2 separate regions of the Mus musculus genome follow, and region 1 is linked to region 2. The links are chromatin contacts, called in public Hi-C maps. All regions are on one chromosome and are shown on one strand. Each heading gives the region's core, a stretch centred on a gene start, on an enhancer-like site or on the middle of the called end of the contact. The rest is flanking DNA. Distances are from core to core; before and after follow the strand shown. Region 1 holds the start of Gtf2h2 (general transcription factor II H, polypeptide 2). Region 2 holds the start of Utp15 (UTP15 small subunit processome component).

Region 1 (3,873 bases), core at 679-3,178, 2.2 Mb before region 2:
CCATGTGGTTGCTGGGAATTGAACTCAGGATCTCTGGAAGAGCAGCCAGTGCTTTTAATCACGGAGCTATCTCACCAGCCCTAATTAAATCTTTTTTAACCCTAACAGAGGCTAAGGTTGGCAAATCTCTGTGAGTTCAAGGCCAGTCTAATTTACAGAGCTAGTTCTAGGATTGCCAGGACTACACAAAGAAACCCCGTGTACACCAAACAAAAAACAAAACAAAAAAGTATTGGGTTGTTAAGGCTCACTTTCTTGCAGCCTTTCAAATTAAACGCTTTTTGTATTTCAGTTACACTACCCAAGCTGTTCCCAGATTTTCTAACTTCATTGTGCCAGCCAGCTATGGACACACACACACCACACTCAGGGAGGGAGAGGGAAAGAGAGAGGAATAGAGAGGGACTTACACGAGGTCTTATAATACAGCCCAGGCCAGTCTTGGGCTTGTAATCCTGCTTCAATCTCCCTAGTTCTGGTATAATCGGTATGTACCACCACACCCAGGTTTTATTCAATTCTTTCTTTACGGTTGTTCTTAGTTTCACAGCTTGAAAAGGTATTTCACTAGGTAAGATAATTTTATTGTTACTTTATATGTGATTGGAATATTAGTCATAGTTATACTGAGACTACCATGATTTCTGTGCACATTTTGTTTTGCTTTGGTACCCTGTTAACAAAGTTTTAATAAAAACCCCCTGTTCCAGCAGTCCTAGCAGACTTGTCTGGCCACGCGTCTCAGTTTGCCAAAGAGACACGTAATGATGAATGACAGAGAAAAGGGTTTTATTAAGGTGGCCATGATGAGAAAAACAGATAAAGGGGTTTGCATATACCAAGTCTGTCTTCGAGGGGCTGAGATGAACTTTGACATTTTATAGAAAAGGGAAATGGGAGGGGCTTGTGGTGTGCATAGATGACAGAGCCTGTGGTCTGGTCAGGTGATCTGGTCAAGGCATGGGTCTGATCACTTATGCCAACAAAGGCCTTGTTTCGCAAGGGTTTCTGGAGACCTTGCTAGTGATGTCATTACTCCGAGGCAGACTGTTTATGGCGAGGTAGTTACCCCAGCGCCAGCTTTCAGCCTCCCCACCATACGTAGTTGCCCTCATGTGGGAGGTGATCTGTCCTGCCAGGCTTGCTCTTTGCTTGGGAGTAGTCTCGGTTCCACGTCATAAGGATGTTTACAGATCAGTCTTGCCATTCCTTGTGTTCAAGAGAACTACAGAAGAGAGTGAGTGACTTAGCAGGAAAATTGTTTTTTAAAAAAAAAAGTCAGAGAATGGTGCCCTTCGTCTTCCTAGCTCAGTCTTAGTTTCTAAGACTATTTTACAGAGCCAAAGTTATGAGTGGGAAAAGTTCGAATGTGTCTTACTTCTATTCACAAATATGCTTAGATGTATTTTTATTTTATTGGGGGAATCCTCTTATTTTTGGGTTAAAGAGCATGCTTGGCGCTCGTGGGGGTGGGGCGGCAGGTGGGGCTATGGCTATGCAGTTAAGAGCACTTGTTGCTATTCCAGAGGGTCCGGATTTGATTTCCATCATCCACATGGCAGATAGCAAACATCTGTAACTTCAGTTCCAGGGGATCAGATGCCATCTTCCGTCCCCTGCCCCAACTAGGCACGAACATGGTGCACAGACATGCACGCAGGCAAAAACATCCAGATACTAAACAAAACCCAACAAAACAAAACCCACGGACAAAAAAAAACCTCCCTAAACGCATGTATAACGTATCCAGAACTTGTAGTTTTAGCTGTTTGGTCTATAGAAATGCACCCCACAGCAGAAATATTGGTGAACTGGAAGGCAGTTACGCTCTTGGGCACCACTTGCTCCCTAGCTCCCTCTTCTGGCAGCAGCTGCCCTCTGCCGCCGGAACATTTTTTTTTTCCCGTGGCTCCAGCGCGCTGCGGAAGAATTTTGGCGGCGCACTCAGACTGCCGGTACTTCCGGTGAGGGTCGTCTCGTCGAGGCTGGTGGGTCTACGCGAGGAGACCTGCGGGGTCCTGAGGCTGTGGAGGGCTGGAGTGAGGCGGACAGGAGAAGAAGCCTGGAGCTGAGGACCGAGGTGCAAAGCCCGGGTTGGCCTCGGGGGGGACCTGGAGGGCGGAGGGGGTGGGGGCGTGTGCAGGGAGCGCGGCAGCTTCCGCCTGAGGAAAGTTCTCGCTGCAGGGCTGCCGTTTGCCGTGAGTCTGTGTGGCCCGAAGCGAGTTTGCAGCCCCGAGCTGTCCCTCTCTGAACACGGGGGACAGTAAATCACCCTTGACCTCGGGCCAGGCAGGGTAAGGCGAGGCAGAGCCTCCGCAGTGGCCATGCGCGCTGCGGCTCGCGGGTGCACGCGAGGAGCTCACCGTGAGCATCTCCCGGGGCGGCTGGGTGTGATGACGGAAAGTCTAAGAAACGGGTGATCTGGCTGCGGCGTGGGGACTTCTAACTTCTCCCCGGTTGGATTCTCCATCATAAAGAGGCCCCGTATACCCAGCCAAAAAGTGTGCGGCGTTTACTCGTTGCTTCTCATTTTCTCTGAATTTAAGAGAGTAATAGAAGAGTAAAATATAAAGCAAATGTTGATGCGGTGGAGCAACATTTAAAAAGCTTAAAAGTAATATTATGCGAACTGTGTGTGCACACGCACACACGTGTGCTGGGATCACAGGTGTATTCCACTCTGCTCATCCTGAACAGAAATTTTATTTATTTTTAATTAATTAATTAATTAATTTGGAGATGGTTTCTCTGTGTAGTGTTGGCAGTCCTGGAACTCACTTTGTAGACTAGGGTGGCCTTGAACTTTAGAGATCTGCCTGCTTCTGCCTTCCGAGTGCTGGGACTAAAGGTGTGCTCCACCACAGCCAGGCTCATAGTTTTGTTATTTTTTAAAATTATTATTTTTTTTTTATTTACAGTTCCAATGTTATCCCCTTTCCTGGTTTCCCCTCCGAAAACCCCCTATTTCCTACCCCTTCCCCTGTTCACCAACCCACCCACTCCTGCTTCCTGGCCCTGACATTCCCCTATACTGGGGCTTAGAGTCTTCACACGACCAAGGGCCTCTCCTCCCATTGATGACAAACTAGGCCATCCTATGCAGCTAGAGCCATGAGTCCCACCATGTGTACTCTTTGGTTGGTGGTTTAGTCCCTGGGAGCTCTGGGGGTACTGGTTAGTTCATATTGTTGTTCCTCCTAGGGGGCTTGCACACCCCTTCAGCTCCTTGGGTACTTTCTCTAGCTCCTTCATTGAGGACCCTGTGCTCTGTCCAATGGATGGCTGTGAGCATCCACTTCTGTATTTGGCAGGCACTGGCAGAGCCTCTCAGGAGGCAGCTATATCAGGCTCCTGTCAGCAAGCTCTTGTTGGCATCTGCAATAGTATCTTGGTTTGGTGACTGTATATGGGATGGATCCCCAGGTGGGGCAGTTTCTGGATGGTCATTCCTTCAGTCTCTGCTCCGAACTTTGTCTCTTTAACTCCTCCCATGGGTATTTTGTTCCCTCTTCTAAGGGCTCATCCTTTTAATTTTTTTACTTTTTTGGTTTTCGAGACAGAGTTTCTCTGTGTAACAGAGCCCTGGTTGTCCTAGACTCTGTTAGTAGACCAGACTGGGCTCGAGATCCACCTGCCTCTGCCCTCCTGTTTCTGAGTAAAAAAGCCAGTCCTGCTTCTACAGATACCTGTCTTTTATCTTTTATTTCCGAGTCACCTCCCATCAGTTCCACCATGTCCAGGCAGAACTTTACTTTTATGTTCACAGTGGTGTTTGAGGGGCTTGAGTCTCATTGTGTAGCCCAGTCTGGGCTTGAAGAGGGAAGGGTGCATCAGCATGAGAGGCTCAGGGAATAACGTTCTGGCTTTAGTTCC
Region 2 (3,423 bases), core at 789-3,288:
GATCCAGTGAATTTTTGTTTTGACAGCATATTGCCCCTTTGGACACCTTGAAAGGGAACTGAGTGTGTGATGATCAGAACTGCCTGGAATTAGGAGAGAAACGAATCAGTAATGTATGACCACTGCAGCACTTTAAAACCATTTCAAAAGACTGATCCTGTTGAGTATGGTGGAGCACTAGAGAGCAGGAGAAATAGTCCTCCCCAGAAAGGAGCCCAGCAACTGGTCATGCAATACTAAGTAGTCATGCCCTGAAAACATACACACAAGAAACATTACACAAGCCAGGTGTGAGGGGCACACACCTTTAAGCTCTGCACTTGGAAGGCAGAGGCAGGCACATCTCTGGGAGTTTGAGGTCAGCCTGGTCTACACAGTAAGTTCTAGGACAGTTAGAGCTACTTAATAGAGAGACTTTATCTCAAAAACTTCTTTTTAAAAACCACTGGTCCTTATCACGGCCTTCTGAGTAGAATGGGTGAGTAACATTCATCTCAGTGGAAAAAGAAAGCTCCTGAATCCGGAGAAACATATGTTGCTCTATCAACTCCATCACTGAGGTCAGTAAGTAAGCAGCAATACAAGAATACAAAACTTCCAGGAGAGACATGAAGACACTACAGTCACACAAAGTATCACATAACAAAGTTGCTACATTTTGTCAGAAGGCCACAGGAACAGAAAGTTAGTTTATAGCACTCAATGGGAACTGTTTCTAAGGAAAGAACAATTTCTTCTAGGCACGTGTGGGTTGAGCCGCAACTCCACCCCCTCTCCTCCCCAGTTCTCCCAGGGGATGTCCAGTGCTATTCTCTTGAAAACTTCCTTTCAAGCTCCCATTAAAGGGGGAAAAAACTGCCAGATGGAGATCTTTTTTCTTTTGACACGAGGTCTTACTTATTTTGTAGCCTCGACTCTGACTCCGGAGTGCTGGGATTAAAGGTGTGTACCACCTCCCTCACCTGGTTTAAGATCACTCTTAGGAGCCACCGCACACAAAACCTACCTAGTGCCTCATATTTTCTGATCTTAATTTGGACAATTTTTTTTTTTACAGTTTCTTTCCCATATTTTCTAATTGGGTCTGATAATTTATTTTCAACACCAACTAATTCGATGTGCTAGACATGCAAATCACGAGTTTCCCGAGACTCAATCCTTCCTAAAATGGGGTTAAAATAGTCACCTCTTTGCGGACCCCTATAGAACAATAGGTTTCAATAGACGGAATTACCAGTCTTTGACCAGAGAACAGGAAAGGAAAAGGGAACGGTTATCTAGACTGGATTACAGAGATAAGCAAAGACTGTTGATTCGCCAAGACTTGAAGCACAAGGGAGGGAAAAAACGAAATGACAGAGATGGTGAGAAAGAGTTAAGAAAGAAAGGGTGGGTAGGCTCGCCAGCCAGACGCCTGGGAAGGGAGAGTATAATGCAAGCAGGGGGCACAGTCCCCAATGGAAGCTAATCACAGAGGCTTCGGGTTCTTCCTAATTCTTGAAATTGTCCTACAGTGGGGGCAAAGGTGCTATAAAAAACGAAAGGCGTCTCACGGGCGACAGGTGTCCGGGCGGGCGTTCCCGCTCTACGGCCGCGGGGTGACACCCGCTCCCGCTCCGACGCGGCGAGCGGATCCGGGGACAGGGGCCGGTCAGGCGGGTGGTACACGCGCCCTGAGCTCAGCGGGAGAGCGGCTCTGGCCTGGCCTAGCCAGATCGGTCCCGAGCCCCGGGCCTGCTTCGGGCCCAGACGTCACTTCCTATCTTTTATCTCCTCTGGAAAAAGCCCAGAGCGTTCGGTGAAGGCGAGACGACTCCCAGGGATCGCTTCTTGTTTCCCTAGCGCCCCGTAGCCCATCCTCTCGGAGAACCATGGATCGCCTCAGTTCCGGGTCATTGGAGAGCGGCCCGGGGCCCCGCCCAGGGCCCCGCCCACCAGGGCGCTTTCTTGTAGTTCTTTGGGTCGTAAACCTTCTGCGCCTGCGCTGCACGTCATCTTCCCGCGACGCGCCTCTGCGCCTCCGCGTTTCCGGCTCCTGGACTGTCCGCGTGATTTTGAGCGAGTGCTGCAGAGCGGTATGCTGTAGGGAGCTGGCGAAGTCTGGGGAGTCGTCCTGGGGATCGGTGCCTCGGTGGACCCTCGGGGCCCCGCGGAGGTAGGCGATGGCGGCTCCCGGTGGCGGCCCAGGCTCTGCTCAGTCCTCACTGTGATCTCTGACATCCTGGACGTCTGTTCTGGGGCTTCCCCCGGAGATCACTGAACTTATCTGCCTCCGCGATTTAATTTTGACCCAGGCTTTGCTCCTCTGTAGTCGCTCTCCTAGCCACCTCTGTCAGTCCCTGGAGCAATCTCTTCTCCAAGGCCAAGGACAGAATTCTGTTTTAGTGATTTGAGGATGGCTGGGTATTCGTCCCTCTCTGCACCTCCGCTCTGCTTCTTTTGTGCCCATCGTGCCACATTATGCTTAGAGACCCCGCTGAAATGACATTATGTCCAGGTAGAATTAAACATCTCCCTCTTACATGTTCTCAGTACCCTTCAGGGTTTATTTGATCACACCTTGTGTCGTAATGCCTGTTATTCCGTGAATCCCAGTTTCTTAGGTCCTGACTTGGTCCAGTGATTTTCCTAACATTCGTTTTCATAGCATCTCATTGCTTGTTCTGTCTTCCCTTGCACGTCCCCGCCAATGCTGTTCTTCATTTGTGTAACTTAGCAAGCCAGCGCTACTTCTCACTTCTTTCCTCGAAAACCTTTCATTTCTTGAAAAATAGACTTAGGAGGTACTATTCCTGGGACAGATCTATTCCGGTGCCTGTTTTTATCTAGTGAGCCAATAATGGTTTTTGCAGATAAACATACTGTCTTATGTACAGTGATTTGGCTTGAAACTAAATGAAATAGGCCTTGACCTCAAAGAATTGTATTTCCTTTCAACAACAACAAATGCGTTTGTGAGTACTAGTGAAAAAATTTCTTGCCATGTCATTAACTATAGAATATCTTCTGCTTTGTCGGTTGGTTGGCCAGACCTAAAATATTTACCATCTGGCCCTTGATAGTGTTTGAGAACACCTGTTGGAAGGCAGAGAGGGATTTCTGAGGGACAGAATGACTTCCTGTGCTGACCTTAAATAGGAAGTACGTAGTGAAAGGGCATTCCTGGTATGTTAAAGCAAAAGTGAGTGTGAAGTGAATGAACCTTGGTTTGCTCTGCTTCATCAAAATAGCAATTAGAATAAGTTAAACTGATTGCTTTGGTGCTGCTGATGTCGGCTGTGCAGGCTTTTCAGAGTGGACAGAGAGTATCGTCGATATAATCGTCCATCTGATACTCCCGACTGTCTTCAGTTGAATGCTTCTCGTGTTAAGAACTTAGATTCTTCTTCTCCTTCTTTTTTTCTTCTTCTGTCACTTTTAAGT

What was found. A called contact is a pair of places that touch in the nucleus more often than the background predicts.
Region 1: a contact with region 2 is called in a Hi-C map of muscle stem cells, with 3 times the contacts expected there. The contact joins the promoter of Gtf2h2 here to the promoter of Utp15 in region 2. A contact is called at or near these places in 2 of 39 promoter capture datasets (both in liver), 2 of 484 Hi-C or Micro-C datasets (CD4 T cells and muscle stem cells), 1 of 115 datasets of contacts at active chromatin or transcription factors (thymic regulatory T cells) and 1 of 9 other capture datasets (adipose tissue).

What each region holds. Positions count from the first base shown.
Region 1 is chr13:100,490,664-100,494,536 of GRCm38.p6, reverse strand. It overlaps Gtf2h2 (general transcription factor II H, polypeptide 2), which reads left to right and starts at 1,928. Exons shown (of 16, transcript NM_022011.4): 1 at 1,928-2,080.
Region 2 is chr13:98,261,607-98,265,029 of GRCm38.p6, reverse strand. It overlaps Utp15 (UTP15 small subunit processome component), which reads left to right and starts at 2,038. Exons shown (of 13, transcript NM_178918.3): 1 at 2,038-2,155. Ankra2 (ankyrin repeat, family A (RFXANK-like), 2) reads right to left here and starts at 1,954. Exons shown (of 8, transcript NM_001271388.1): 1 at 1,554-1,954.